Linked DNA regions of Mus musculus: all the other regions are linked to region 1. Evidence: chromatin contacts called from public HiChIP or PLAC-seq and promoter capture Hi-C data. All regions are on one chromosome and are shown on one strand. Each heading gives the region's core, a stretch centred on a gene start, on an enhancer-like site or on the middle of the called end of the contact. The rest is flanking DNA. Distances are from core to core; before and after follow the strand shown. Region 1 holds the start of Arfgap1 (ADP-ribosylation factor GTPase activating protein 1). Region 2 holds the start of Lsm14b (LSM family member 14B). Region 3 holds the start of Ss18l1 (SS18, nBAF chromatin remodeling complex subunit like 1). Region 4 holds the start of Mtg2 (mitochondrial ribosome associated GTPase 2). Region 5 holds the start of Polr3k (polymerase (RNA) III (DNA directed) polypeptide K). Region 6 holds the start of Pcmtd2 (protein-L-isoaspartate (D-aspartate) O-methyltransferase domain containing 2). Region 7 holds the start of Osbpl2 (oxysterol binding protein-like 2).

The links. Promoter capture Hi-C pulls out the DNA fragments that hold promoters and counts their contacts. HiChIP or PLAC-seq counts read pairs in DNA pulled down with a chosen protein or histone mark. Capture Hi-C pulls out chosen DNA fragments and counts their contacts.
Region 2: a contact with region 1 is called in a promoter capture Hi-C map of pre-B cells, with 2.6 times the contacts expected there. The contact joins the promoter of Lsm14b here to the promoter of Arfgap1 in region 1.
Region 3: a promoter capture Hi-C map of pre-B cells shows a contact between it and region 1, with 3 times the contacts expected there. The contact joins the promoter of Ss18l1 here to the promoter of Arfgap1 in region 1. A contact is called at or near these places in 3 of 39 promoter capture datasets (cranial neural crest, erythroid cells and pre-B cells) and 1 of 115 datasets of contacts at active chromatin or transcription factors (memory CD8 T cells).
Region 4: an H3K27ac HiChIP or PLAC-seq map of thymic regulatory T cells shows a contact between it and region 1, with 9 times the contacts expected there. The contact joins the promoter of Mtg2 here to the promoter of Arfgap1 in region 1. A contact is called at or near these places in 1 of 39 promoter capture datasets (pre-B cells) and 1 of 115 datasets of contacts at active chromatin or transcription factors (thymic regulatory T cells).
Region 5: a contact with region 1 is called in a promoter capture Hi-C map of pre-B cells. The contact joins the promoter of Polr3k here to the promoter of Arfgap1 in region 1. A contact is called at or near these places in 5 of 39 promoter capture datasets (embryonic stem cells, fetal liver, hematopoietic stem and progenitor cells and 2 more), 1 of 484 Hi-C or Micro-C datasets (uterus), 6 of 115 datasets of contacts at active chromatin or transcription factors (bone marrow-derived macrophages, double positive thymocytes, embryonic stem cells and 3 more) and 2 of 9 other capture datasets (adipose tissue and liver).
Region 6: a contact with region 1 is called in a promoter capture Hi-C map of adipose tissue, with 4 times the contacts expected there. The contact joins the promoter of Pcmtd2 here to the promoter of Arfgap1 in region 1. A contact is called at or near these places in 3 of 39 promoter capture datasets (embryonic stem cells, liver and pre-B cells), 2 of 484 Hi-C or Micro-C datasets (CD4 T cells and CD8 T cells), 2 of 115 datasets of contacts at active chromatin or transcription factors (pancreatic cancer cells and thymic regulatory T cells) and 2 of 9 other capture datasets (adipose tissue and liver).
Region 7: a contact with region 1 is called in an H3K27ac HiChIP or PLAC-seq map of regulatory T cell precursor, with 9 times the contacts expected there. The contact joins the promoter of Osbpl2 here to the promoter of Arfgap1 in region 1. A contact is called at or near these places in 2 of 39 promoter capture datasets (liver and pre-B cells), 2 of 484 Hi-C or Micro-C datasets (CD4 T cells and muscle stem cells), 3 of 115 datasets of contacts at active chromatin or transcription factors (bone marrow-derived macrophages, pancreatic cancer cells and regulatory T cell precursor) and 1 of 9 other capture datasets (adipose tissue).

What each region holds. Positions count from the first base shown.
Region 1 is chr2:180,964,837-180,969,134 of GRCm38.p6, forward strand. It overlaps Arfgap1 (ADP-ribosylation factor GTPase activating protein 1), which reads left to right and starts at 2,389. Exons shown (of 14, transcript NM_145760.3): 1 at 2,389-2,493; 2 at 2,766-2,978.
Region 2 is chr2:180,022,881-180,027,178 of GRCm38.p6, forward strand. Lsm14b (LSM family member 14B) reads left to right here and starts at 2,107. Exons shown (of 10, transcript NM_001372364.1): 1 at 2,107-2,432; 2 at 3,755-3,918. The coding sequence starts at 2,306.
Region 3 is chr2:180,040,500-180,044,797 of GRCm38.p6, forward strand. It overlaps Ss18l1 (SS18, nBAF chromatin remodeling complex subunit like 1), which reads left to right and starts at 1,984. Exons shown (of 11, transcript NM_178750.5): 1 at 1,984-2,369. The coding sequence starts at 2,301. Psma7 (proteasome subunit alpha 7) reads right to left here and starts at 1,965. Exons shown (of 7, transcript NM_011969.2): 1 at 1,779-1,965. The coding sequence starts at 1,874.
Region 4 is chr2:180,068,443-180,072,740 of GRCm38.p6, forward strand. It overlaps Mtg2 (mitochondrial ribosome associated GTPase 2), which reads left to right and starts at 2,151. Exons shown (of 10, transcript NM_181424.3): 1 at 2,151-2,173; 2 at 3,352-3,444. Ss18l1 (SS18, nBAF chromatin remodeling complex subunit like 1) reads left to right here. Exons shown (of 11, transcript NM_178750.5): 11 at 1-1,759.
Region 5 is chr2:181,861,948-181,866,245 of GRCm38.p6, forward strand. Polr3k (polymerase (RNA) III (DNA directed) polypeptide K) reads left to right here and starts at 2,413. Exons shown (of 3, transcript NM_025901.3): 1 at 2,413-2,622; 2 at 3,999-4,086. The coding sequence starts at 2,512.
Region 6 is chr2:181,836,128-181,840,425 of GRCm38.p6, forward strand. It overlaps Pcmtd2 (protein-L-isoaspartate (D-aspartate) O-methyltransferase domain containing 2), which reads left to right and starts at 1,727. Exons shown (of 7, transcript NM_153594.3): 1 at 1,727-1,857.
Region 7 is chr2:180,116,920-180,121,217 of GRCm38.p6, forward strand. Osbpl2 (oxysterol binding protein-like 2) reads left to right here and starts at 2,387. Exons shown (of 14, transcript NM_144500.4): 1 at 2,387-2,550.

The DNA of each region.
Region 1 (4,298 bases), core at 1,139-3,638:
AATTTTTAACAGTAGCAAAATTAGTTATGAAGTAGCAAAAAAGTAATTTCATGGTTGGGGGGGTCACCACAACATGAGGAACTGTATTAAAGGGTCACAGCATTAGGAAGGTCTCAACCACTGCTCCAGAGGCATTTTTACAATTGAGGTTCCCCCACCCCCCTTTTTTTTTTTCGAGACAGGGTTTCTCTGTATAGCCCTGGCTGTCCTGGAACTCACTTTGTAGACCAGGCTGGCTTTGAAATCTGCCTCCTTCTGCCTCCCAAGTGCTGGGATTAAAGGCGTGTGCCATCACTGCCCAGCTGAGATGTCTTAATCAAGGTGAGTAAAGGCTGAGAACCACAAACTACGCTGGCCAAGATGCTTCCAGATGAGCTATAGGTCCGGTCTGCTTGCTCTTACCTGCCAAGCAGCGTTTCAGCCAGCTTGACCTGAAGGCTATGGGTGGGAGAGAAGCCCAGATCTGCACTTCTGTCTGCCACAGAACCCTGAAATGTTAGTCCCACGCCCTAGGTTGTGTCTTGGGTAGCTGTGCAATGTATACATAGATAGCATGGCCTGTTTTACACAATGGTCCTGAAGAAGCATCTGCCCTCAGCACAAGCCATAACTATTATCTCTATATAGATGAAGTGTGGTGAACCAGAGTCCTATGAGCCTGGTAATGAGATATTAGACTTACAGCGCCCACACACCACACACATGTAATACTGACCTACACACCAAGTGCATATACACGCAGGCATGCATTTACATATGTATGAACAAGTACATACATACCTTCACAAGCTCACATGTACAAAATGTACTTCAACACACCTAGCTTGTGTAGGTCTAGCTGTTTCCTCCCTGCTACCTTCCCTGGGAGCCAAGGAACCGTTTGGACCATGCTGGGCCACATCGAGGGTCTGAGCTCAAGGCCTTGACTACTTTTCTGTTATTTATGTTGTAGTGTCATCTGAGCATGACATGATCATCACCACTGAGAGGCACAGTCACCATGGCTGCCCTCAGCCAGAAAAAAAAAAAAATAAGCAAAGCAGCCCAACAATGGCTAGATGTGTGGTAGTGGTGGTGAGGCCATTAACACATCCTCATGATAAAAGTAGAATCACAGAACCCTTACCGGAGGTTCCAGCCACCATTTTCTTATGCCCTGGGCTTCACATGGTTATGTGTATGTGTTTAAGTTTATAGGAGGTGGAAGGTTGAGCCATTATATCTGGCTTAGATTTTGTTCTTTTGTTTGTAAAGGTAGGATTTCTTTGTATAGCCCAGGTTGGCCTGGCACTCACTCTGTAGACCAGGCTGGCCTGGAAGTCAGAGACCTGTCTGCCTCCCCAGTGCTGCAATTAAGGAATTTGCCACTTATGTTCTTAGTAAGCTTCCTGTCCCCTGCATTTGGCCACTACGTTAGCCTGCAGAGGGCAGGTATGAGTTCTGGAACATCCTGGTATACATAAGAGCCTTTCTCACAAAAACAGAAATGCCATGTTATGAAGCTAGGTGGGGTGTCTATAATTCCAGAACTCAGGAGGCTGAATCGAGTTCCAGGCTAAATTAGGCTATGATGTGAAAGTCTATCTCAAATAACAATATCAGGCTGTGGTTAAGTGACTTAAGGCTACGTTTTTTGTTTCTCTCTTTACACAAAGCTCTAAACCTGTGAAAGAAACTCCAACAGTGGATGGAGAAAGGGATCCACTGTCCCTTGAGGTCCCAACTGTATGGATCTGAATTTGATAAAATGCCTCACGGTAAGTTTCGATGCAGGTACGTTTGATTTGACCTCAATAAAACATTGACTTTTGGCCAATTTGAAAGTCAAACGAGCCGGGCGGCGATGGCTCACATCTTTTGATCCACTCGGGGGGGCAGAAGCAGGCGGATCTTAGAGTTGGAAGCCAGCTAGCTCCAGGGCAGCCAGGGCTACACAGAGAAACCCAGTCTCTTAAAAAATAAATAAACAAACAAGTAAATAAAAATAAAAAGCCCAAGCAAAACCGTCAAAAGGCCAATGAGGAAGGAATTAGTGACACAGGGCGGCCCAAAGTGAACACAAAACTAAAACCCGCCGGCTACTAAATACATTGATTTGACCAGAACTGCTTGCCCAAGTCTATTTTAAACCACGGGTCGGAGTTCGAGTTGACAGAAGCCACGGGAAGTCCCTTGTTCCCGGGCTTGGTCGAGACCGTGGACGCCCTAGAATCCCGCTGGAGATAGCGCAGCCCGGATCCATCTGCGCTGCCCTGCCGCACTGCCCACGCAGAGGCAACCCTGCAAACCTGGCGCTCAGCCGAAGGTTTAGACAGACCGGAAAAGAAGCCTCGCCTCGGGCTCGCGCACAGAGGCGGAAGTACCGCCTCGGAGGCCTCCCATGAGCCCTTGCAAAGCGCGACGTAGCCGGAAGCTGCTGGCGGCTGGTGGGGGGATCTGAGCGCCTAGTCCAGCTTGGCACCTCGGCCGGACCCGACCTCCTGGGGGCAGCAGGTGAGTTTGCGGCCAGGACACCGGGCATCCGCGGACCCTCAGTTCCTTGCCCTTCCGGCTCTCAGATCACCCAGTTCCTGGCCCTGTAATCCTCGATTCTGCAGCCCTAGGCCCCTGGTCCCCCAATACCGTGACTGTCCGACGCCCCCGGTCTTCAGCCCTGACTTACTCCCCGGTGCCTCCCGCGTACCTCCCATTTCCCAGCTTCCTGGCCCCGGGTTCTCCAGTCCTTCGACCCGTGACGTTTTTGTTCCTCGGACCCCAAACTCCAGGATCCCAGTGTGCGGCCGTCCAGACCCCCCCTCCCCTGCCTCCCGGCCTGTGAGCTTTACCGCCCTTCAGCCTAGCGGTTGCAGGGACCTACGTGGCCCCTCAGCGCTCTGGTCCCGAGCAGTCTTGGACGCAGACTGGTTCTGCACTGCCCACTTTGTCGGGAAAGGGCCTCAGCCCTTCACTTCGAAAGAAGATTCTGTCCAGAGGTGCCGGTAAGCCAGGTTTTCTAACCTCAGTTTGTTTGATTTTTCCCTTCTTGGTCTCTGAAGTGAGTCCTCTGCGGAAGGAGGAAAAACAAAACATCTCAACAACAGACCCCCACAGGATCAAGCTTCTAAACTTTTTCTCAATTGTACCTGGCAATAGAATATACTGTATTTGCACTCTTAAGGCACCCACAAGTCAGAAGTAATATACACTGTTCCATAGCTGTGCAATGTTTAGAGCATTGAAGCCCTAACTATAGTTCTGGACGAGGTGATGATCTGATATCGTCTGTTCTTCAGAGTGAAGAAGCATAACTTAGACATGGGTTCTTTGTGTTCTCTGAACGGTTTTTGGTCACCCATACTGTGTAGCCTTAGGGCCAAGCTATGTCCCTAGATGTCCCCTTTGACCTCAGATGTACATCACGTCCCATTTAAGAAGCAAATGTTCTCTAGTGTGACATGTAGCTCACTAAAGTTTGAAATCCTTATTTGCTTCATTATCTACTAGGTATGTCTGCCTGAAGGAAGAGTATTTTGTTGTTTTTTTTTTCATTTCAGCTATTAAGAATTCTTAAGGGTGGGTGATATGGATACCAGGTAGGGGTGCTTGCCACAAAGCCTGACTACCTGAGTTTGATCCTGGTACTCACTTGGAGGAAGGAGATACTCAGCTCCCACCTTCTAGGCTTCTAGGCATGCACTTGTGAGCCCACCCAAGAAAGAAATCTTAAAAAAAAAAAAAAAAGGATTCTTGAGGCCTTCTTTAGGCTGGTTAAACTGAGAGATACTTATTTTCATGTTATTAAGCAACATTTAAGATGATTAATTTGAGCAGGGAAGTAAGTGGTGGAGCATGCCTTTGTTCCCCGCACTTGGGAGGCAGAGGCAGGCAGATTTCTGAGTTCGAGGCTAGCCTGGTCTACAGAGTGAGTTCCAGGACAGCCAGGGCTACACAGAAAAACCCTGTCTTGAAAAAACAAAAAACCCCAGACCAAACCCTAACTTCTCTCCAATATCCAAAGTTTACCACACAGGAAGAGTTTCTTAAATCCAAACCAAGTCAGGCATGGTGGCACCACCTTTGATCCCAGCACTTGGGAGGCAGAGGCAGGCAGATCTCTGTGAGTTTTGGGCCAGCCTGGTCTGCACAGTGAGCTATGTGTAGAGACCCTGTCTCAGGCCCGTAGCTGAGAATGTCCTTCTGCTTGGTTTTACTCAGAGATCCAGAGTTGCCTTAGGAGATGCTGGCTTCTTGCCTGTGTTTGCCTCCATTTGTGGTTGTAAGCCTCTGAGGGCAGCCACAGAGCTTTGGACACTGGGATC
Region 2 (4,298 bases), core at 857-3,356, 940 kb before region 1:
TCCTAGACCTGGGCAGTGTGTGTATTTTTAGCCTCTGCACTGTGTGGCCATCTACACTGTGCCTAGTGTCCCCAGGGAACCACCCAGTTGCAGATCAGGAGCCTGGCAGGCACTTTGAGGCCACTGGGAGCTGAACCCCCTTCCTCCATCTCAAGTTGTAGGACTCAGGAAGAATCAGCCTCTGTTAACTGAGGACACGCCTCCAACCCACGCGCCTCCGACCCACGAAGCCTTGAAAAGTAGGGGCTACATAGAGGGCTCTGCATCCAGGTCACTGAGGTGCTCACAGGTCCTCACCCCTTCCCCCCCCCCCCCCGCCCCTAAACCCTCCATCAAGTACAACCTGAATGACTGTGCACGGCCATGCTGTAGTGACAGCCTGGATGCCCCAGACCAGAAGACCTCTTCCCAACAGGGTTGCCTCAGTTTTCCTGAGTCAAGACCCTGGTGTGGGAAATATGGCTGAGTTATAGTTGATCAAACAGGCTTTTCTGCCTTCTCTGCTGCTCGGTGATGGAGGCGACTCAGTGGGTCTCACAAAGTTGTGTGTGGGGCACGGAGGAGTGGTGTGGAAAAGATGCATGGCGTTTGAGGCCCAGACTAACATCTCAAAGGACTCTTCAGGCTCACCAGCAATTCACCCACATACTATGCTTGTTTCTGCTTCTGTAAACTGGGGGAAGTCGTCCCACTATGGGTGTCTAGTGTGGTGGCTCATTCTCAAAATTTTGGCACATCAGAAGACTGAGGCAGGAGGTTAGAGACCAGTTTGGGCTGCACAGTCAGTTCCCCGCCAACCTGAGCTAAGAGTAAGACAGACCCCTGTCACAACTAAAACTAAAACTAAAAGAAAACAAAAAACAAAAAAACAAAACAAAAAACAGGCTCAGCAAGATGGCTCAGCGGGTAAATGCATTTGCTGCTAAGTGTGACCCCCTGAATACCCATTTCCGGGACCCATATGCTTCCAGGAAGCAGAGAACTCCTAACTGTCCTCTGGCCTCTACACATGTTGTGACATATGCACACACGGACACACATGCACATGCACCGAATAAGAAAATATTAAAATTTAAAATTGTTCACAACTATTCCCAGCATCCTCCGGCAGTGGTGGTAAGTTGATGTCACTACAGTAAGAAGTACGTTTTATGGCTCACATTTAAGAGAAATTGTTTCACAAAACAGTACTTGTTTTCACTATATGGGATGTTCCCTTATCTCCTCTTTCATTCTATTTCACGTTTATAAAATGCCAATCGCCACCAAATTTCTCATAGTAACTAATATTGGGCTCTAATCTGATGGTGGAGACTAACTGTAAATTAGCATGCGCTCATACATACAAAGTTACCCGCTATGCATGATGCGGAGTCAGCAACGCAAGAATGGGAAGCGATTTAGGGGGAAATCTCCCAATTTTATACTGCGGGCTGGGCTTTGGGCCGCAGTCTGAGGACGCGCGCACGCGGGCGGGAGTCACCCAAAACAGTCAGGGCTTATTTTAGGGATATCAGGCTTGGGAGCGCAGGGCTGCCCCGAGCTCCCCCTGCACTTTCTATTTCAGGGTCGCCCCCGCCGTGAGCGCTGCAGAACTGAGCAGCACCCGCCTGCCGGTTCCTTAGCCCCGGGGAGCAAGCGGGACTGAAGACGCACCTGGCCCGGCGCTGTCGGGGTCCAGCTCCAACAAACAAGAAAGGAAGACTGACAACTCCGCCCTATTAACACCTGGGCCAGAAGGGTGCCAGCGGCACGCGCGGAGGGAGGAGCCTGGCGCTCTTCCAGGTCCAGCCCCCGCCCCGCCCCCGAGTTTGCAAACAGTGGCCTCCCGCCTGCCCCGCGCACGCGCGCTTCGCCCCGCCCGCTCAGTCTCAGGCCCCGAAGCGGTGAGCGAGGCCCGCCGGGAACCGGCTGGGAAGACCCGGAGAGGCAGGTCCCCGGCCGGCAGCTTCCAAATGCGCAGGCGCGGCCCCGCCCACCGCCTGCGGCGCGGCCATATTTAAAGGGAGCCGGCAGCGAGGAGCCAATAGGCTGCGAGCGTACGGGGGCGGCGCGCGGTGGCGGGAGGCCCCGGATGTGGCTGCGGCGGCGCTCCTCCCCCGCTCCCTTCAGACTCGGGCTAAGCGCCTCGCTCTGCTCCCTCTCCGGTTCGCTCGTGGCCCGCAGGCCCCTAGGCGCGGCAGGAGGCGCCTCGGAGGCGGCGGCGCGGAGCTGCGCAGGAGTGGGAGGCCAGGCCACCGCGCGGCAGCGGAGCGGGCGGGGCCCGGCGCTGGTCCCCCGCGCCCTGCGCGCCCCGGCCGCCGCCATGAGCGGCTCGTCCGGCACCCCGTATCTGGGCAGCAAGATCAGCCTCATCTCCAAGGCGCAGATCCGCTATGAGGGCATCCTCTACACCATCGACACCGACAACTCCACCGTGGCGCTCGCCAAAGGTAGCGGCCCGCCGCCGCCGCGCGCCCAACTGACGCCCCAACAGCTCGCCGCCCCGCGCCTGCCCGCACAATGGTGTTCCCCGCTTCGGCGGGGGCTGTGGGAGGAGCGGACCAGGATCCTGCCGGTGTCGGGGGGTGGGGCGGCTTTGAAGCCGTGGACCTCCCCACCTGCGAGACGCCCTCGCGGGGCGAGACGCGCGCCGAGGCGGGGGGCCCGGGTCCGGCGCGCTCTCCTTGGAACCCCTTGGTAGCCACCGCCCGTCGAGTCGCGGTGCAGCCTCTCGCCGAGCTAGGGCGTCGGTTGAACTGCGGCTGTCCTGCTCTGAACTCTCCCGACCCTGTCCACTTGAGGGGTTGGTTTGATGAGAGAAGTCCAGAGTCGGTGCGCTAGTCGCGGCAGCGTGAGGGCCCAGAGCTTCTTTGTCTTCTTTCTCCGCGTTAAATGGGGCGCTTGTTTCCTTCGGCTCTCCAGAAGCGTGAGCGCCGCAGCCCGCCCGGGGTTAACGTGTTAGACCCTCGAGGGTGCAGATGGGAGGTTCGAGGCCAATCTGAAGCCAGCATGCTGCAGTCCTGGGCCATTCTCCTAAACCCTAGCCATACCTCCTATTTGAAGCGAGGCGCACAGACCCAGACTGGTGCTGCAGTGAAGGGCTCAGGGTTCCGGCTTTTTGTTCTCTTGAACTCTTCATGCTGCACTTGACGTGAGATCCCCTGTTGGAGAACCAGACCCAGAGTAGGCCCCTGTCCACAATAGGAGTTTGCTACTTAAAGCCTGCCACCAGATTCAGCTCAGCCCAGGAGTCTTGCCAAAGAGAGGTGTGCTAGCCTTCCTAGATCCATCCTGTCGAGGGTCCGTTGGGTCCAGGATTTCCTTATGAACATAGAAACTAATGTTGGGGGTCTGAGTTTGGAGATTTGTTCCCTTTGTTTCTGCAGCAACCATGGCCTGTTCTTTGTACCAGGGCTAGGGAGATTTCGTGCTTGCCTCAGAAAATCTCCTCAGCTGCAGCTTGTGATGAGGGCCTAAGGGTCCATCTGCAAAGTCAGATGTGAGAAAAGAGGTTCTACAAAGAGCTCTGCCCATCAGAGGGCTTTCACAGATTATCAGGGAACTTTGTGAAGCTTGGGATTCTACGGGAATTCTCATGTCAATTCCTGAACTACTGTCCCTTGTGGTCTTTGCCACATGGTGCTGTATAGGTATTGTCAGCGAGCTCGAGTAGCTGTTAGTTGTGAAGAGAGTGCTGTGTCAGAGGGCACTCTCTGTAGTCAGAAGCTTGGCCCAGGACAACAAGTTAACTGTCGTTTTCTCAACCCCTAAGTGAGGTCCTTTGGTACTGAAGACCGTCCCACAGACAGGCCTGCTCCCCCAAGAGAGGAAATTTATGAGTACATCATTTTCCGGGGAAGTGATATCAAGGATATTACTGTGTGCGAACCTCCAAAAGCTCAACATACACTCCCTCAGGATCCTGCTATTGTTCAGGTAAGTGTCGACGCTTCTGTGTGGCTGTGCCTTTACAAGAGAGGCTGGTTTCCCCTTGAAAGTTGGTGTCATCTGTTTGGAGCATTCAGCTTGAGGAATTGCCCTCTAGTGAACACTGGCCTGGTTTTCACCTAGACGGTTTCTGTTCCTAAGGGGTTAATTCATGCAGAGCATACACCTTACAGGGTTACATGCGCAGCATGGAGGGCCGCTAGGGAAAGAGACCTGTGGCTTGCTGTGCGTGAGGTACAGATGCTGCTGCTGGTGGCCTTGCCTGGGCCTGGCATGCCTAGAGCATAGCAGTCTAGCTTTGAGTGGCAGAGTATAAGTGGCGCATCGGGTGTTTTGAGGGTGACGGGGTTGGTTCTCTAATAGTTTTC
Region 3 (4,298 bases), core at 734-3,233, 920 kb before region 1:
GAGAGGAACAGAAACAAATGTAGCAATCCCGGAAAGGGTGGTTGGGTAGAGGGCACCGCCCCTTGCCAGCTCCCTCTGATGTGGAACAGGATTCCCGGGCCCAGACCTCCAGATACCAGGAACCTCCCACAAGGCTCACCAAGGGCCTGGAGTGATTTCACACGTTCCTTCTGTGTTGATTCCTGTGACCTACAGGATCCAAAGCTAGCTGGATGCAGCAGGCAGCTGCCAGTTGGGAGCACTGGAGACAGGCACCCCAGATTCTAGAACATTCCTACTGAATGCGTGGAGCCCAGAGGTCTATACACTGGTGTCTTCCTCAACCCTTCTCCAACGTCAAAAGCAGTTTTACTTTTAAGTATGTTGTGTCTGTGCCTCTGAGTACAGCTGCCCATGGAGGCCAGAGGTGCTGGAGCCCTTGGAGCTTAAGTGTAAGGCAGTTTTGATCCTTAGAATCTGGGTGCTGGAAACTAAATTCAGTACTCTTCAAGAACAGATCTGCACCCTTCAACTGCCAAATCATCTCTCCAGCCCTCCAACTTGTTTTTTGAGATAGGGTCTCACACTGAACCTGAAGCTCACAGATTCTGCTACACTTACTGATCAGCAAGCCCAGTGTATCCTCCTGCCTCTGCCTCCCAGACTGGGATTCCAGGCATGTCACCAGGTGCAGTGCAGGGAGCCACCTCACTGGCCTCACAGGTTTTTCTTTTGTTAGACGGTTTCTCACTAGCTGTATCTCTTGGGTTTGGAGTGATGGCTCAGCGGCTGCTCTTCCACAGGACCCCAGGTTCAATTCCCAGCACCCATATGGCAACTCTAGTTCCAGGGAATCTGACACTCTCACACAGATATATACATATAGACAAACGGCCAAACGCACATAAAAATAACTTTTAAAATAATAAATTAATAATGCACACACACAACCACAAAGAGTCTTTATAGTTTTAGAAGTCTTTAGGGTCTCTAGATTTAGAAGCCCAGGCTGGCTTTGTACTTGTGAGATTTTTCGAGCCTCAACCTTCTAAATGCCAGGATTATACAGGCCTGCACTTCCAAGCCCTGTCATTCCAGAGTTCTTGGGTGGATTGGGTCACCAAAAGCTTTGGGGTTTTAGTTTCAAGGAGATAAAATACCTGGGAAATGTAAGCGTTTCAAGACTCGGAACCACGTGTGTTCCGGAAGATCCGGTGACTCGGGAAAAACAAAAACCAAAACTAAAACTGTCTCACTGCTGGCGCTTACAGGTGTGGGGAGTCCTTTTCCAAACAGTGCTAAGGACTGAACAAAACTGGGGCGCGGTGAGAAGGGCCCACCGGAACCAGAACACGGCGTCGGTGGCGCATGCGGACCCGGAAGCAGCCTGTCACCATCGCAGGGCCGACGAATCGCCCTTTGTTCACAACGCCCACCTGGGCCTAGCTCGCAGATCCCCAAGTCCCCGCCGGCGCCGGCTACAGCCAGCCTCCCGCCGCCCGCGCGCACCTGCGGCCTCCGCCGTCCGCGCCGCGCGCACAGCACCAAGATGGCCCCGGCCCAGCCCCGGGGATGCGCTCGCCTAGATGCTCCGCAGTGGGGAAGCCAGAAAAAATCGCCCGGCTCTCCGGGAAGCGCGGCGCGGTCCCCGCGACCTGGTGCCCTTCCTACGTCGTCACCATTCAGCTCCCGTCACCTCCTGGTCCACCCGCCGCCAGCAGATAGCGCGGCCCCCGCGCCCAGGTCTGCGTGCCCCGCTTCCTTTTGCACCCCGTCGCTCAGGCCCCGGGCCGGCTCACCGCGGTGGAGCCCTTTTTGACCGCCTCCTGCGCGTACTCCACTTGGAAGAGGTGGCCGTCGGGCGAGAAGACGGTGATGGCGCGGTCGTAGCTCATCACTGCGGACGCACTAGCTCGGGCCGCCGCCGCTCAAAAGCGCACACTCACCGTCAGCGCCCCGCCCTCCCGGGCCACGCTGCTGGCGTCTGGCGTCAGGGGGACGTGCGGCACGGCGGGGCGGGGCAGGGCGGGCGGAACCACCGAAGCTCAGCACAGGGGGCGGTGTACCGGCTACCGGCTGGACGAAGAGCGCAGGCCGGGTGCAGGGGGCCTCCGCGCGGTATCCTGACCTGGGAGGCAGTCGCGTAAGGCGTGGGGACGCGGGGGACTCGAGCGCGCATTGGCGACAGGCAGGCGGGCGAGCCCACGGCACCGCGCCCCCCGTGTCCCCGCCCCCGCTCTGCGGAGAATGGGCACCTCGGGCCGCGGGGCGCAGCCGGAGAATAAACCCCAATGATCACGGGCTGAGTCCGCGCCACCACCATGTCCGTGGCCTTCGCGTCGGCGCGGCCGAGAGGCAAAGGGGAGGTCACTCAGCAGACCATCCAGAAGGTGGGCATGGCCGAGGGGGTACAGAGTGCGGGTGGGCGCGGGGCACGAACAAAGCCGGGGCACAGCCCGCCGCACGGAGCCCTGACGGCGGCTCCCCGCGCCCCCAGGAAAGCCTGCGCCAACTTTGCTGGAGGCACTGGCAGCGGGGGCCCGGCGGCCGCAGGGGGTGGGGACCCCGGAGCGCGTTGCGCGTTCTTCTCCCAGAGCGCCCCAGGCAGCAGACGCAACAGAGCGAGACGCCAGGGCCCGCGGCCCCTCCAGCCGGGGCGGGGGCTTGTCGCGCTCTGCTGACAGCCGTGGTAGCGACGGTCGCGCGCCTTTGCGCGATGCTTGGCGAGTGGAGAAGGGGGAGCAGGCAGCCTGGAGGCGCGCCGCTGCGGCGAGCTGGCCGCTCTTGTGAGGTACTGCGGTGCCCTGCACAAAGGAACGCATCCAAAGTGTGCGTGCCATTTCCAGAGCCCGCACCGCTGTCCAGAGCTTGCTGCACGCGGCGGACTTGAGGCTAGCGCAGCCCCGCCCCCGCTCGGGCCACTGGGTATCCGCGAGCCTCGCCTTCTGCACCCTGGCTTCAGACACCGCAGGTTTGTCCTGCAGTCTCTCAGTTTCATCCTTTAGTTTGGGCCAGTTTCTCAGAGAAGGCGTTTGCGTGGGTGTGTGGACGTCTTTAACAAAAGGAAGCTTTAAGTTTTGGCTTGGACACTTTAGCTTCTTACTGTTTGCCTTCGCGGTTCCAGGCATCTTTCTTACGCGATGGCTTTTCCTAATTCTGGTTCCTTTTACAGAATTCTTGAATTCTTTTGAGCCAGTTAGTTCCCAAAGGAAATTGGCCTCTCTACTCCCTCAGAGGCTTGTGGGGATTTTCTTCGCTTGTCGCCTGTTTCCCAGATCACCCTTGCTATCCTCCTTAGGAACATAATGGTTATCACTGTTGGCAAGTCCTAGTTAGCAGGGGAGATTATTGGAGGAAAGCAGAAATGCAGGTTTTATAGATCTTGCCACATTTAACTTTTTGCAGAAGTGACTTAGTGAAGGAGGCTACAGAGGCTACGTGGTAAAGCTAATAGTAGCCCTTCCGTGTGGCTCCACAGGCTGCTGTCTGTGTGGCCATGAACTAGGAGCCTTGGTTGGTGGAGGGTGGAGTACTCCACACATTGGCAGTCCAGACAGTGCCCAGGCACTCTGGCTGCTGGATCTTAACAGTCACTCTTTCCAGTGCCACTTTTGGCTTCAACATTTTTAGTCAGTAGTCAAACGTGCTCATCAAAGATCCTCAGTTTCTCCAGGCAAAGGTGTATTGGAGGACTACGCCAAACATCAGATCACAAAGAGGAGATGTTGGCTGACCTCAGCTCAGGGCAGAAATTCAGCCTGTGCATCTTTGGAAGTGGGTCTTAAGTTTAGCCTGTCAAGGTCCTTAACCTGGTAGGGCTGGCAATTCACTTCCTGTCTCTGTGAATCCTTTACTGGGGAGTCTGAGAAGGCCTGAGGGGGGATGTGTCATGTACTTAAACCGTGCACTCTGACCTGGCCTGATGATGCGCCACTGCAGTTACATTCTGCAGCATATGTGGCAAGACGGTCTGAGAACAGCCTGAGCTACATGATAAGTTCAAAGGCAGCTCAAGATGTGTGTGTGTGTGCTAACCAGCCCATGATGAGACCACTGGGGAGAGCTAGGAGTTCCAGAGAAGGAGAAGGCCAGTGGGTGGTGAAAGCAAAGGAAATAACAGCGCGTTCTTGGAGGACGGATCCTACTCAACCGTCACAGCCCGCAATGTCCTCTCCTCAATCTTGTCTCGACAGTCACAAGGCCATTGTAGTACTTGGAGGTATTGCTGGTGGCATATGAGTTAGCATGTAATGAAGTGGCCTTTGCTGGTCCGTAGTCTTGCATGGTACACCCTATAAACTATAAAATCCATAGCACAG
Region 4 (4,298 bases), core at 901-3,400, 900 kb before region 1:
GTGCAAACATGAGAGACAGCCTTTTTGAAAAGGTTCTATCAAAGGAAAACACCGCATATAATGCAGCAGGCATATTTTTCAGCATTTATTTAGATAATAACAATGTTACTATGAGAAGAAAAGAACAACCTTGAAGATGAGTGCTCAGAACAACCAAGAACATACAAAACCATCCCCAAGGATGCAGGGCTTGGTACATCAGACCTGTCCACCAGGATGCTTTTGCTTTATTTGTGTCTTATATGTAGCCCAGACTGGCCTCAAACTCACTACATAGCTGAGGCTGAACTTAATGATCCCCCAGCCTCCACTCCCGGGTACTGAGACCACGGGCATGCACCACCACATCTGTTTTCAGCTGATAGTTTTTAAAATATAAAACTTACCTGTAGCTCAGTAGTAAGGCACCTTTGTGGAGTTTGCTTGAATTAATCTTGACAGTCTTGCTGGAACTTACAGTGCAAGCTCCATTTACTTACAGGAGAATCAAGGGCCGGATCAAAGGACTTGTCTGTGTCGGCTGCCGTCTTACTCTAGGACATTCTCCCTCTCCTTGGGACCATTATCAACAACCATGGGCATATGTGTCTCATAGGCACAGGGTTTAGGAAACACACAGGCAAGGGCTGACTACATGACGGCTTTAACTTTACAGAAACAAGTTTCTGATCGCTACATGGCAGAAGTATTAGCAACTTGATTTTAGGGACTCATCATCTCTTTAGCTCCTTCCCTTTCTGGCAATTTTTATAAAACTAGCCTACAAGCTCACTTGGGGGCTAAATATCCCATTGAAAATGTCGAAACATTTTAAGTAACTGTGAAATGGTTTTTATTCCTTGCCAATCTGGGAATATGCCTTTTATGTATGCATACATGTGCAAGTGTGTACGTGTGTGTGTGTGTGTGTGTGTGTATGTATGTGTGTGTATGTGTGTATATATATGTGTGTATGTTAAAGTGCTGTATTAGTGTGTATGTGTGTGTGTATATGTAAAGTGCTGTGTTAGTGTGTGTTAATACTTTTTGAAAGAAAAGAACACTTAAAATATGTATCACCCCAAAAGTTCAATTTGAAATGTCTTACATTAAGAATTTCTTGAATGTTGTGTATATATTTTTAAAAGCACTTTGTGAAATAGTTTGTACATTTATTTCCTAATTTATACCTGATTTTGGTGTTAATATATTTAATGATTAATATTGTTTATTTAATGTTTTATTGATTTTTATGTAATTTTGTGGGGGAAAGTGATGCCAGTCTTTTTCATTGCCTGTATTATAGCTTTTCTTCTGTAACATGAATGTTTGAAAAGTCCTAGGCTGAAATGAACCCTTCGTGCAGGTGTGGTTGACTGTGTTTTGTTTTCAATGGTTCCTCCTACTGAAGGCCAGAAAAGATGCAAAGGGAGATTTGGAAATCGCTGCTCATTCTTCCTCCTGTTTCCCAGCATCCGTTCAATACTTGGTGAACTTGACCACTGAGGACTGGGGTTTTCAGATGTGCTGACCACTACGCGCTGCGCTTGTCAGGGGCTATGGGTGGATGGACATCTCTGCAGACTTAGCATATAGCACAGTGGGAGATGGGAGATGTCCGCAGAGGCACTGGGCAGACACAGGCCTGGCCCAGAAAGGAGGTGTTTTCCTTTCCTGTTGTACCTGTTCTCAGACGTGGGCTTCAGTGACTGAGTGTCCGTTCAAACTTGTAAAAAGAGGAAGACTTTCCATTTCCATTAAAACACTTTTTTAGCCATTACCTCATTTCTGTTTATTGAGCATGTTACGTCTGTCTTGTTATTTGTGAACGAAGTACAGTTTTTAAACACCCTATCATTTTCACCCTTGTTTGGTTGGTTGGTTAGACGGAGGCGCACTGTACAAACCTATGTGACTCTCAGACATTCCCGGCCTCTTTTTCCCGAGACTGGAATTAAAAGCGTGCGACCCGGCACCTGGCTTTTTCCTGGTTTTGTGAGACAGGATCACTGTGTGTCTCAGGCTGGGCAGGAATTCACGGCGATCCTTCTGCTCAGCTTCCTTGGTGCCCAGACTTTGGCTTTGGAGCCACAGAGACCACGGGATTCGGGGGGCGGTGCCTCGCCTTCCGGTTTGCTGCTGCACTGCGCGTGCGCGGCCAGAGCCCGACCCGGAACCAGTCGAGCGAGCGGAGGTGGGAGCTGTCGGGAGCGGGTGGGTGCGGGCGGCATTGCACGGGTGTGCGTTCTCCGGCGGCAGGCGGCGGGCGGGATGACTGGGCGGGATCTCTCTCTGTGTGCGGTGGCTCTAATGAGGAGAGCCCGTCCGGCCTGATCGCCGTAAAGTTGGTTTCTGAAAGACTCGCTCTCGCCTTAGCTTGAGCGTGATGGCGCACGCTTGTAAGCGCAGCTTCCCAGATGAGACAGGTGGATTTCTAGGAGTTCGAGGCCCGCCTAGGCCACATAGTGAGACCATGAACAGAAAACAATGGCAGAAACGTCCCCTTGCCCAGCTCTTTTGGAAAGCCTTTATGGATGCGCTACTAGGGTAGAGGCTCACCTGTTAAGATGCAGGCGCCGCAGTGTGTCGCCTAACTATGGGCAGTTGAGTCTTCCTGAGTCCCCGCCTCCGCGGCTTTGTAGAGGCATTCTTTTAAAGATGAGGTAAAGAAGCATTCTGCACACTAAGGATCGGTAGAGATGCGCCTGGGGTGCGAGCAAATGGCCTTGTTCCTACTCAGAAATCTAAAGGACCAGCATGGAACAGTTTCGGAGCTGTCGGGAGGTTTCCCTGCCTGCATGTGAACCAGTCTGGGACCTTGAGTGCTGGGTCGGGGATTGGGTGGGAGGTGGCAGCTGTCCCTCCAGTCAGTCTGTCCCACAAGGCCCCATAGGGCAGGCACCCAGACAGCAGCGTTGTTGAACGCGTGCTTTATTTTGTTTTTGAGACAGGCTCTCCCTTGCTGGCCTGGCACCCAGATGCCTGTCTGGCTTCCGGAGTGCATCTGCCACCGCACACAGCAGGAACACTTACCCCCACCCCCGTGAATGGCATATAATTAAGTAAAAACCATGTAATGTGAGTTGTCAGGTGACAAAATGATACTCCAGTTTCTAAATGTTTTCCACATGAAGAACGAAGTAGATCACAAACATATGTAATGAAGTGTAAAAGTATGTAGCAGAAACAGTAATGCCCGCGTGGGATTTAATATCCGGTAGCAAAGTGAAAATGGAATGCTTAGAATTAAGTTAGTTAACTGTGAATACTGTTAACCAATTGTGCTTAGCCTATAAAAGAATAACACTGAAGAAATGAAAACATTCCTCAAGAATGCTTTTTTTTTTCCCCCTTTCTCTTTTTTTAAGACAGGTTTGCATGTGTCTGGCTCCCTGGCTGGCCTTGAACTTGCTAAGTAGTAGAAGATGACCTTGAACTTCTGACCTTCCTACCTCCACCTCCTGAGTAAGTGGTGGCATGCCTGGATTATGTGATTCCAGGGGTCAACCCCAGGGCTTTGTGCATGCTAGGTCGGTAGGCATTCTACCAACTGAGCTACACCCCTCTTCCACAGTGCTTTCTTCTTTCTCATTGAAGACATCTTGGCACATGTCTCTAGTGCCAGCTACACAATCAGATCAATCGGTTCACTGTGAAACTAGTGCGGAAGGTTCCTGGACACACCTCTTGTGGACAGTAGCCGGGAGCTTAGCATCCTGTATAGCAGCAGTGGCCCTCTCACACGGTAGCACCGTGGAATTCCCCATACATGAAAGCCTTGCTGTACAGCCTTAAAGCATCTTGGCTCTCAGGCTCCAGGCTCTGACTCTCTTCATTGGCCCAGCAAAGGCACAGTTAGACAGAAAGTGAGGATGCCCTCCTAGGCTCCCTCTACAGTGTGCTGTGGGTAGACCCTACCCACTAGGACTTTCTGTGATGGCAGTATCCTAGTCTGTATTTCCTGGTTTAGCCCTGAGTGGCCTGTAGCACTGAAGAACTAGGTACTTGGGCTTTATTTACTCTGGTGAGTGTGCATGCCCATGCATGTGAGTGTGCAGATGCACACACGTGCACATGTACAGGTAAGAGGGCATTAGGTGTCCTCTAGCACTCTTTCTCATTCCCTTGAGGCCAGGTTTCTCCCTGAGTCTGGATCTTGCCATCTCAGCCTCCGTGTAGTGTGCACGGTTGCAGGTTACACCACAAGCATTCTTGCCCACCGAGTCATCTCCTCAGCTGGATTTTAATTCATTTTAACTTTATCAGTCCCGGGTGGCTGTAGACACTAGATGGGACAGTGCAGAGATTGCGTTAGGTAA
Region 5 (4,298 bases), core at 1,163-3,662, 900 kb after region 1:
TCTTCTGGGCTCCTCCAAGGGCTTGGGCCACTTCTTCAGCTATGCCCTTTGTAGCACACACGTCATCCTCTAGGCTCCAGATGCCTGTACTCCACTGCTGCTGCTCTTGGTGGTCATCTCATGGTACTGGCATCTCCAAAACACTGCATGACCCCTTCAGTCCTGGGCTGTCAATTGCAACTGAGGCTGCACCTTCACCAATGGCCTTCCATGGCCTCTCACAGTGCCGAGCCTCAGCTGCTCTGCGTGACCCCTTCATGCCTTCAAAACCAGTACCACCTGGGTGACCCTTACACATTACCAAGTCCCACTGCAGCAGGAGTACAACCTTGGTTATCTCTGGAACACAACTTCTTTGTGCTTTCAGAAAACACTTCCCAGAAGATGTCACCTCAACGATGCTGGTCTCTTCTTAATCACTGCTAATTTCTTAGCTCCAGCTAACCAGCATCAATAGTGCCAGTAATGCAAAGATTTTGCTTTAGTAGTTCTGGTATCTTGTTAATCACAGCTGATTCTTCAGCTCCAGCTAACCAGAACCACAGAATAATCAAACTCCAAAATAGCAATGGCTCTGAAGAGTCTTTAATTTTCCCTCTGAAATTTCACAAGCCAGGCCTCCATCTTCTGCACTGTTCTCAACATTATCTTCCAAGCTCCTACACAACATCTGACAGAGCTCTTAACACTGAGTGAATCTTCTAGCCCAAAGTTCCAAAGTCCTTCCACAGTCCTCCCCAAAACATGGTCAGGCTGTCACAGGAATACCCCACTCTGCTGGTACCAATTTGCCTTAGTCAGGGTTTCTATTCCTGCACAAACATCATGACCAAGAAGCAAATTGGGGAGGAAAGGGTTTATTTGCCTTACATTTCCACACTGCCGTTCATCACCAAGGAAGTCAGGACTGGAACTCAAGCAGGTCAGGAAGCAGGAGCTGATGCAGAAGCCATGGAGGGATGCTCTTTACTGGCTTGCTTCCCCTGGCTTGCTCAGCCTGCTCTCTTATAGAACCAAGACTACCAGCCCAGAGATGGTCCCACCCACAAGGGGCCTTTCCCCCTTGATCACTAATTGAGAAAATGCCTTACAGTTGGATCTCATGGAGGCATTTCCCCAACTGAAGCTCCTTTTTCTGTGATAACTCCAGCTGTGTCAGGTTGACACAAAACTAGCCATAAATATTTGGCTTACATGTCAAGAGTCCATTGTTTAGGGGAGTCAATGCAGGAACTTGCTGCAGAAACAGAAGCCATTACCATGGTGGGATGCTGCTTACTGGTTTGCTCCTCATGATTTACTCAGATTCTCAGATTGCTTTTTTCTCTCTCTCCATTTTGTTCTTAGACTTACTTAAGTGTATGAGGGTTTTTGTTTGTTTGTTTTTTTTTTTTTTTGAATGCTTGTTCGTGCACCAAAGACGTGCTTGGTGCCTACGGAGGTCAGAAGAGGGCATTGGATTCTCAGGAACTGGAGGTTATGGACGTTTGTGAGCTACCATATTGGTGCTGGGAATTAAACCAGTGTTCACTATAAGAACAAGCAACAGCTGAACTATCTCTTCAGCCCCATCATTCTGCTTTCTTATATCACCCAGGACCACTGGCTTGGTGGTGACACCGCCCCCAATGGGCTAGACCCTCTCCTACCAATTTTAACTCAAGAAAATGCCCCCAGAGACTTATTTACTGGTCAATTTATGGTGACATTTTCACAATTGGGGTTCCTCTCCCTGGATATTTAGTTTGTGTATAGTTAAAGCAAACAGAAAACAACACACACATACATGTGCATGTTGCAGAATGACTGCAGAGGATTAAAGAGGCAAGGAGTTTCAAAGAAATCTGAGAAGCCAGAGCTGGGAAATATAAATGTCTATAGGAAATGAGATAAAAGAGTCAGCTGGACGTCTGTGAAAAGGAGCTGCTGGTATTTGTTACCTGCAGGGTTGAGTCTAGCTGTGTAAGTGAAAGGGCAGAATGAAACTAGGTGAAGAAATGGCCAGATGGAGGAATGGCAGGTCCAGATAGGATATCGTACGTCAGTCAGACAGCAGTTGAGACGTAGTATTAACAATGGGGACAGTGTTCCTGGGACATTTGGTTATTTTCTGTCCGTTCCGGATGAGAATATTGCGGAGCAGCATGATCCTCCTGTAACACGTCCATGGCTCGGAGTGCGGCAAGTGTCTCCTCATCACCCAGAACCTCTCACCTGGGTACTCTGGTGGTGCCAGCATTATCGGTCCAGTCCTCTTGGCGTTTCAGCTAGGGAGACGTGTGCACACGCGCAGAAACGACAGGGCTGGGCGTGCAGGCAGCATGCTATTGGCTGGATGGGAAAGGATTATCTGCGGTGACCAATGGAGTGTGCGAGGCTGCCCGCCGCAGTGCCTACTGGGAACGTCTTGAGGATCCCGGGTTGCCAGTTACGGAGCAAGTGAGACGGCTTTTGATTGGGCGCCTGCACCACGGAAGCGCCAGACAGAAGCGAGGTGTGGAAGCTGGCAGTATGCTGTTGTTCTGCCCGGGCTGCGGGAACGGACTCATTGTGGAGGAGGGGCAGCGTTGCCATCGCTTCGCCTGCAACACTTGCCCCTACGTCCATAATATCACCCGTAAGGTAAGTTCCACAGACGGGTGCCTTCTCTGCTTTCTGGGAGGCACAGCAAGCGTCGGCGCGCTCAGACCTTCCTGCAGGCTTTTGTGCTCTCGCTGCGGTGGTACCCCAAGTCCAGCAGTCGCTGCTCCAGTGGCGTCGCTCCGGCCACGTCGAAGCCCCCCCACCCCCCTCTAGCTCTCCGTTGCCCACTTTGTGATACTCCGAAAATTGTGAGAATTTTAGTTCATACCTTTTAAACCTACACTCCCCTCGTGCTGTCCTTGGCGTACCAGTCCGCGCCTCGCCTCTGATTTGAAATCCTTGGGTTCTTCTTGTGGCTCTTTTGCTCCCAGCCCCTGTCGTTATTCTAGAGAATCTTCACCATGTACGCAGTACTGTTAGGTCCTTCCTTTTGCCCGAGTCATTCTTACACAGGCACATATCACACTTATTCATTCTCCGCCTTACCCCCTACCCCCGTGTATGTGTGCATGTATGCGTCTCTGTTTCCCTCTTCCTTTCTCTCTCCCTCTCCTCTTTTAAAATAATGGCTACCTTATTTAGATTCCTGCCCTTCTGGCTGTTTGTGCATGTCTATAATTTTAGCACTTGGAGAGGCTGCGGCAGGAGAATAGGTTCAAGGCTCACCTGGGCTGCATAGCACATAGACACGCACACACACGCACGCACAGGCACAGGAAACAAACCAAACCCCAGCACTTTCAGTTTATCCACATTCCTTTTATATTTTTCACAGAATGCATTGCCTTCTAATATTTTATATCCTTGTTGCTATTTTGTGTGTGTGGTGCTTGTGTTGGAGCCCAGAAAGCTGTATTTCTAGCCCTTGGTGTTTTGTGTACCCTTCAACTCTTGTTTTGTTCCTCCTTACCTCAGTGACTGCAGGTGTGCACCACTGGGCCTTGGTGACATCTCATTCTTAATGTTTGCTCATTAGAGCTGTATGGTAGGAGTTTAGAGTCTGGATTTGTGGTAAGATGAGTTGTGACATAATTTCGAAATTAGAAGGATGCCTGATAAACTTAGGAAAGCAGCCAAAATGACCTGGGGAGTGCTGGTATACCCAGTTAAATGTCTGTCACTCCTGTTGGATTATTAGGTGTCTGAGGGGTATGAGAGAAGAGTGAGGTTTTACTAGGCTGATTTTTCTTCCTGCTCTGTCTGGTGTTTCCTTCTGTTTCTAGAGACCTTTGACATTGAACCTCTGTGCTGTTTTGGGGGACATCCCAGTCACAAGACCCCTACATTTCAGTGACTCACACTGCTCTTTGAAGAAGATAAATTTTGTAGAGGGAATGCTGGAGGGAGATTGTAGTTTGGTGGCCCACTTGTAAAACTGTACAATTACTTCAAATCTGATGTCTTGTTTCTATTAGGTAACAAACCGAAAGTATCCAAAGCTAAAAGAAGTGGACGACGTGCTTGGTGGAGCAGCTGCATGGGAGAATGTGGACTCTACTGCAGGTGAGGATTTTCCCATAACAGAGCTAGGGACTCAACCCTGCTTATTATTACTCGTTATTATATTTAATAATAATAAATTTATTATTATAATGTAACCCTGTCTGTTATTAGGGCCAGTGAGATGGCTCAGCAGGTAAAAGCACTTGTTGCCAAACCTGTTAGATTCTTGGAGCCCAGAGAGTAGAAGAGAGCTGACTGATGGAAACTTTTTT
Region 6 (4,298 bases), core at 477-2,976, 870 kb after region 1:
TGTTATACTACCTACATGTGCTGGTTTTGTGTATAGTGGTAAATATCTAGGAATTCAAATGGTGATTTTTTAAAAAGTTTTATGTATGTTGGAATAGTTTTGTACAGCCCTGGCTAGTCTTGAACCTATTACACTGCCAAAGTATGACCTTAATCTCCTGGTCCTTCTTCCTCCACCACTAAGTGCTGGCATTACACTTGTTTGCTGTCACATCTTCTAAGACGTTGCTTAGTTCAGTAGCAAACTGACAAACTATTTTCCAGAGTATCTTTATTATTGCTCATTCCCACCAGCAATGAAAGTGATGTGCTGCTGTTGCTCTACATCCTCACCAGTATTTGGTGAATTATAGATTTTATAAATTTTGGCTATTCTAATAGGTGTGTATTGATATCTCATTGTTTTATAAATCTGCATCACCTAATGACAAATTATGTTGATATGTTCATATGCTCATTTGCCATCTGTATATTTCCTTTGCTGAGTCATATGTTCATAGCTTTTTCCCGTTTCTATTTGTGCTGTTTATTTTCTTATTGTTGAGTTTTAAGGATTTTTAGAAATCCTTTATCAGATATGTGTTTTGGGAATATTGTTTTTCAGTCTATGTCTTACCTTTTTATTCTTCTGACAGTATATTTTACAGAGAAATGATGCCAGTGTTAAAAAGATATATTTTACCTTTAAGTGTGTGTGTGTGTGTGTGTGTGTGTGTGTGTGTGTGCACATGCCTGAGTGCCTGCAAAGGCCAAGTGTCTTGGGTACTGGAAATCAAATTTGGAAGAGCTATGTCTCTATTATTTTTACACGTGGATGTCTAATTATTCCAGCATCTTTTGTTGAAAAGACCAGCACTCCTCCATTGAATTGTATTTGTTCTCTTATCAAAGGTGAGTTTACTATATTTGTATAGCTCTAACCTAAGTTTTGTATTTGATAGCATCAATTTATTTCCCCCATATGACTCTTGATTACTGTAATTTTAATAGTAAGTCATGAAATCAGATGTTGTTAGGCCTATACTTTTGTTTTGTTTTGTTTTTGATCAATATTGTGTTATCTAGTTCGGGTCTTTAGCCTTCCCACGCAAACTTTAAAAAATAGTAGAATCATTTTCTCCTCATTCGTACCACAATCAACTGCAGGTTGAGTGACTTTCTTACAGCTATTGACTCAGGCGTCCAGACTCCTTCCTTCTTGACACTACTTCCTTCAACATGTACCCTCCAAGCAGTATAGAGGAGATGTGCAATCCCAATGAAATAGAACAAAAACTCAGAACAATCTTGAAAGGTAGCCCTAAAGATCACTTAGACTTTGGTCTATTTTGTAGGTTTCTTAGAAGTGGCCAGAACTGCTGGTTCAAGGTTCAAGTGTGCAGATGGCCATCCCCTGGACCAGGTAGCCTGGCAGGGTCAGGGCCGGCAGTCATTTGTGTTGTAACTCCTGCAGGAGAGTGGACCCAATCTATCACTCTTGTTTCTTAACTCCTGCCTTTTCTACTGTGGGGGCTTTGTCCTTGAGTGGACATAAGCAGGCAAAATGCCCTTCTCCCGTCGACACGCCAGCATCTTCTCATATCATTAGGCCGGGATATGCTCGGAGACCACCTAGTGACTGACCAATCAGGCAGGGACACACTTAACTCAAACCAGTGGGTGGAAAGTGGCAGGCTCGTGGGCTGTGCCGTTGCCCCTTTAAGAGTGTCCTCCAACCGCACATGCTCAGTTCAGGTAGAGCCCGCGCACGCGCAGAGGTAGCAGCGGATGTTTACAGCGGCTGAGGTCCGTCCGAAGCGACAGAAGCGTCTGAAGAACTGCTCTCCGAGACTCAATACGGGGGCTGCTGAGCGCCGAGGTAGAGCCGTCTCTGCCCCTCGGCCCTTCCCTCCATATCCCTTCTCCAGCTCTGGTTACCCGTTCCCCAGCGTCCGTGTATCTTACCATCTCCGAGAGTTTCGAACCCCAGCGCCTGTCACCCCCGCCCCCCCATCTCCCTGCCCAGCACCTCCCTCCCCTCCAGCGTGCCCCCCCACCCCCCGCCTGTTGCTAATTCTGGGATCTGATTGCTCTAGTTCTACAACCTATTTCTAATTAAGTAGGAAATGTTTGCAATTAGCTCAAGGGCAAGTCGGGCATTGACCATGATTGAAACAAATTATACCTAGGGTGGATATTGGGAAGAAGGCAGAGTATCCTACAGAGGAGAAAAAAAAGACCCCTTTGGGGAAAGATCTAAAGTAGCTGGAGAGAACCCCTGGGGCCTGGACCCTTTGTTTCTTTATTAGGCCTGTGCCTCTGCCATCAACTCCGTCATCTTGAGTATCTGCCCTCTGCTCTCTTGGGCCCTGCACTGTTGTTCTCTGTTCTTATTGAAGACATTGCTAAAGTGGGCTCCATTACGTCTGGTAGGTTGTCTCTAGAACGAGGTATTTAAGAGGCTCAGCACTGATTATATATAAAGGGAATTGAAGTGGGCCCTCTTGAGGTGGTGGCATTTGGTCTCTCCTTTTGCCCTGGCTTTTCTCCATCCTCCTCTGAGACCTTGCTGGGAGACTTGGGAGAAGGGACTCATTTTTCTTTTTTTCTTTTCTTTTCTTTTTTTTTTTAATTTCGGTTAGTCCCAAAGCTTTTCCACGCACGAAACAGTAGGAATTGTCCCTAGTCAGTACATACTACTGGTCAGCTTTCATTCAGATGCAGACCACAAGTGATATGCATTTGAGGCACACCCTCCAAGAGTTCTGGTTTTCAAGACAAGAAGCCTTGGCTATTTTCCTCGTTCTGCTGGCAGGATGATGGTTTAGAATACATGTTCCTAGCAAGGTATCCCCTAAGAAAGTGACATCCACTTGACTGTGGGCCAGCTGTCGCAGTTTTTTCAAACGCAGTATAGATATGAAACAGGGTTCTTTAGTCCAGCTTCACTTGTGTTGTTGTTGTCCACTTGGGGTCCTGTGCTGCTCAGTTTTTTTCCTATGCCCTTTTCTTCTGTTGGCCTGTGCTAATCAGTTCTGAATGGGAACTGTAATAAGCATTACAGCAAGTAGCAAAGTGTGTATCGTAGGGTAGTAAAGGAAGGACAATCTCCTAAAAAATAGTTCTTTGCTTTCAGTTGGAATCTACTGCACTGCATTCTTGTGCAGTGATACTGTTTGGTTTGGAGAGAGTATTTTCAAGTATGTTTTAGGGCTTTCTTTCTTTCTTTTGACATGGTGACTGATCACATCTATCTCAGCAGCAAGTAGTGATGCTTCTATGCAAGGCAATATTAGATTGTCAGACAAAGCTAATACTAAGTACCACACTCTATCATTATTCACCCACTCTCCACCAAAAGCAATTGATAGGGCTACCTTGGTGTTCTGTGTAGTCTAGAGAATGATCTACAATAGTCACACTTTCTGTTTTAAATGAGTGAATTTATTAAGTATATATAGCAAGCAAAAGTAAAAGAACTAGTTAGTAACAGAAGTAGTTGATAGAAAACATCAAGTTGAGTATTCACTTTAGTAGGGATGACTGGGATAGCACAGTTGAGAGACCAAACAAAAGGTAACAGCAGAAATCATCTGCGAAAATTCCATTTGAAGCAGCCATTTGAAATTCCTGATAGAGAACCCAAGTGAAGCTTCCAAGTTAAGAAAAATAGATAGATAGATAGTAGATAGATAACATCATCAAGTTGGGCACTTACAGTCATCTAGTAGAAATCAACTGGAGAAGTTGAGGCTGTCGGTTGGAGTTACCAATTGAACTTTCTTTTCTCTCCATGTTTGAGATTGCCATGGCTGAACTTCTGGTTTCTTGTTTCTACCAAGGCATTTTTATACCATGCAATAAACAGTCTTGTAAATGGCTAGTCTTTTAGCTATTCTCAAGGACAAATTGTTTTACTCTTGCGCTGTTTTGTTCTTCCTTTCACCCATCATAGAATTAGGTACCCACCAAGCTCCAGGAAGAGGTACTTTGGAGAACATTTGGAGACTACTAGAAACAAACATACTGGCGTTGGTACAGGAGAGTCCTCACTCTCATCATCCACTTTCAACAGACTTAAACAGCATATGACAGTTTACCAACACAATGCACATTATACTTGATTATCAAAGTATTAACAAGAAGTTAACAAAGAATGGTGTTCTTTTGTGAGTCTTTAACACCTGTATCCATATTGTGTACAAAACAAAAGCCTTTGGCTAAACAGTGCTGGTTTTACCACAGCTCCTCTGGCAGTCTGTGACTGTGAGCAGTTTAGTAACTCAGACCAGCTTGCCTTACCTTCTGATGTTCAATGTA
Region 7 (4,298 bases), core at 1,137-3,636, 850 kb before region 1:
TCCCATTGTGTCCCAGGAGCTGTTCAGGAAGGAACACACTCCCCAAACAGTCCTTTGGCACTTCTCAGATGCTGAGAGCACTCAAAGCTACAGCTACTCAGGGGTCCTGTGACATGGAATCTGATCTTGTGGCCCTCAGCCATAGCCCCTTCAGGAAACTCAGGGCAGATCCTGGTCTGGAGTCTGGGCATAGCCAGACTGCTGGTCCATCAGACGTCTCTGTGCCTTGCCCTCTGGAGGCATTAACTGGGTTGAGACCCAGTCTGACATCCGTAAAGTGGGAGCAATGACATTCGTCTCCCTGGTCAGCTGCTGACATGGGGGAACTGGAAGGGACATGGACATAATGAAACACTTTGGGGGCATTTTGACTATCACTATCTGCACTGTCATGGCCGGGCGCAGAGCCAACTCTTCCTCTTTCTACACCCTACTAGTCCATCCTAGAGGACATTGCCACTCGGCGAAGATGGAGAGAGCCCCTCCCCTACTGACAGGGATGCTGAGCCACCCAGCCCTGCACCTGAGGCTGCTGAAAGGTGGCAGCAGCTCCTAAAGGGGGCAGAGAGCCAGGAGCAGTGTTAGGTACCTGTCAGCTCACCTTTTACCTAGAGGTAAAAGCGGAAGTGAGGAACTCAAGGCTCTCCTCAGCCACAGCTGGAAGACAGGTGGTTGGAATGCCACCCCGGCCCCAGGGTCAGCCCATCTACTACACAGCTTGAGTAGGGATGCCCAGCCCAACCTGGGTGGTTATTCTGCCCAGATGGCAGGGCCCTGTAGCTCAAAGTCCAAAAACAGGTTAGGTAAGCTGTGTCCCTCTGAGGCTTGTCTCTTGGAGAGGGGCTGATCTTGGAGATTTAGGTAAGGGTGTGGGTGGTGGTGGGTTTCTGAGCTAGTCTTGGCCAGGCCCCCAGAAAAACTGCAGAACCTGGTCAGTCTGACTATCTCCGTGGCAACCGGCTAGCTGTCCTTGTCCTGGCTGGGGGGCCAGCTGCCGCACCCTTCCATCAGCCCTCAGCGGGCTGGAGTTGCTTTCTTCAGAGGTAACCATGGCAACGCCTTTGTTTCGGAAGCCTGGCCCGCCTCCCTCTGTCTCTCTCTTTAGGAGCTGAGCGTGCAGGGGGCTCTTTTCCAGTCCCAGCACGTCTCTCCTGCGCCAGTGAGAAGGGGCCACCAGAAAGCCAGGCTGTCCCTGGGGTGGGAGCTAGAGAGGCAGACAGGGTCTGCTGGGCCACTCCGTGTTTGCAGAGGACTTGAGTATCTGCAGAGTGGGCCACAGAGGCGGGGGGGGGGGGGGACGGGACACGACACGGACCTGTGTGTGAGTGTGAGCACCACCTTACTGGAGGAAGAAGTGTGGCCTTGGAGAAGAATCCTTCATTATGTGCTGAAGAAGGTTCATGGGGGGCATTTAGAACCCCTTTGCTAAAGCCTCAGACTGGCTTAGCAAAAAACCCAAGTAATTACTCAAGTAACTGGAAAGCCTTGGACTGATGTCAGGTGCAGCTGGCCCTGGATGACCTGGGGGACTTGGTTCCTCCTTGGTTTCCTGCTTTCAAACGACCTATAGCGGCCCTCACCTCACTTGCTTCTGGGTAGGTTTGTGAAAGACAAGAGACATCTAACTTGCTTCCCTCAGGTTTGACACTGAGCTGAACCTCCTGGCTAGGATCGGACCACAAGTCCCATACCTTTGCAATTCCTGTGCCCTGCAAAGTCCTATGCAAGTCAGTAGCCATCTTGATTCATGTCACTTCACCTTTCTCAAACCAGACCCCACATTCCAATGTGATGAGGAGGCTGGGGAACCCTGGCTACAGAGAAAACTGAGTGTTCAGAGAGGTCAGATAGCTTTTCTGAGGCCAAACAGGCTGCAGGCGTGTCCCCAGAGATTCTGAGTTTAACCAGGAGCCACTGCAGACCACAGGGCGCCTAAGGGTGTTAAACAGGATGAACCGGCCAGGGAGGCCACTGGAGGGGTAAACTGGCCCCAGGGTATGTTAAGTCACGATTGGCGCGCAAAGGCCGGCGGCCACATTTGCCATTTGTTCATACCCCAGCAACCGTGAGAAGCGTCTGCGGGGTCGGGAGCCAAAGGGTGGGTCTAGCCCAGCGCCAGCCTGGGATCGTTCACGCCCAGCCACCTGACTCACTGTTTGTAAACTAGCCTCTCCCAAGGTCACTCCCCTTCCTCCTGCCTCCCCTTCCTTCTAGCTCCAGTATCTGCATAAACCCACCTTCTCCAAGGGGTGATTGGCTGGGCGCGCCGCCACTCCCCCGTGTGAGCCGGATTATGATAGGGCCGAGGGAGAAGCTGTCCGGAGAACGTGATCGGCATGGTTCCGCCCCCGGCGCGGCCTGCGGGCCGAGCGTTGATTGGCCAGGCGGCGGCTGACGGACGGCGCGGGGCGCGGCGAGCGGCGAGCAGCACGGCGGGCTGTAGGTCGGAGAGGCGCGGGCCGCACTTCCGCTTGGGTGTCAGAGGGTTGCCGGCTGCGGTCGGGGGCGGGGCGGCCGTGGGGTCGGCGACTCCGCGGGGACCGCGTTCGGGTGAGTGGGCTGCAGCGGGGCGGGCGCGCGGGGACGGGTCTCGGGGAGGCCCATTTGCCACCTAGGCCGCGGCTGGGCTCGGGCTGGAGAGTCGCGGCGCTAGGCCGCCGGGAGTGTGGACGACCGCGGGAGGGACGGGGCCCCGTGGGGCTCCAGCGAGGTCCGCGGTCGCACGCGAGGGACTCCGGCGTTCTCCCTTTGCTGGGCGAGCCGCGCATCCCCTCGGGGCGCGCGGGGAACTTGGTGCCCGCGTGGCCTCAGGTCCGAGGGCCTATGTCTCCACAGCAGAGTCGGAGCGCGCCTTCAGACCTGCACCAGCGAGGCAGCCAGGGCTGTCCGCGCTGAGTGCGGTTGGTGGGCCCCGCGTGGAGGCGGAGGCACCGGCGGCGGCGCTCTGTCCCCCTTGCTCCTCCGAGACGCTGCGGCCGAGTGGGGCGCCTCAGTCTTGAGAGTTGGACAAGCTTTTGAGTTATGTTCTTGTGGGTCGGCCTTTGCACATCTGGATCAGTGGTTCTGTGGGGCTCTGCACACACTCGGAGGAGGCCTTCGTGTAGGCTAGGCTCCATATTGTCAGAGATGTTGATGGGACAGCTCCTGAGTGGGAGCCTCAGGGATGGGGAACTGCTGACCCTTTCTGCAGAGAGCCTGGACCCTGCTAACTGTCACCTGTCATCTCTCCCACCTTCACTTCTTGCTTGTGGCATGTGACATCTGGTGTACCAGTAAGAGATACATATGGGTCAGTCGTCTGCAGTGGGCTCTGACAAGCAACAGGTGCTCCAAAGTGTTAGTTCACTGATGTGAGTAAGGAAACAGGAACATTTGAGTGGACACATTGTCCGTCGCCTCCCATTGCCTCTGATGGTGCCAACTAAAGGGTGACAATGAGGAAATGGGTGGCTGCATGTCCTCCATAGAATCTACCTTCCTGTTTGCCCCAGGTACTGTCTGGTAATAACAACTCTTATCTCAGGGGACGCTAATTTTGAGCAATTATTTGCTCTAGATCATTAGAAGCATGAGTCTTACAGCAGTCACTAACATTACCTTTATTCCCAAGGAAAAGAGAGCTCAAGTAGCTTACTTCAGAGCACCTAGTAGCAAATTAAGTAACAAAGGTACCGAAACCCAGACTTCCTTTTTCTCTCTCTCTTTTTTTTTTTTTTTTTTTTTTTGTTGTTGGTAAGGATGAGCATGGCCTTATGCCCGTTGAGATAAGAAAGCAGCCTCTTTATCCCCAGCTTTACTTTTTGATATTGTAATATAATTACATCATTTCCTCCAATCCCCTAGTAGTTCCTCTGCTCTCTTCTGTGGCCTCTACTTTTTGGATTATTGTTACATATGTATATGTGTGTATGTATTATGTATCCTTAAATGCATGAGTTGTACCTGCTCAGTTTGTGTAATGTTACTTGTACTTATATGCTTCCAGGGCTGATCATTTAGTATTGGATACCAGTTTGTGTGTTCTTTACACTCATTTTGTTACTTTTGAGGAGGATCTGATGTAACTGGGTAGGCTCAAATGTAATTGAGCATGACCTTGAATTTCTGGTCCTCCGTGTTCTGGATTACAGGTATGCATCATAGCCCTGGTGAGTTCATATTCTTTTTGTTGTTTTGTTTTTGAGACAGGGTTCCACTGTGTAACACTGGCTGGCCTGAAACTTGATTTTGTAGATCATACTGACCTCCAACTCAACGATCTGCCTGCCTCTGCCTTCTACTTGGTGGACATTTGAGGC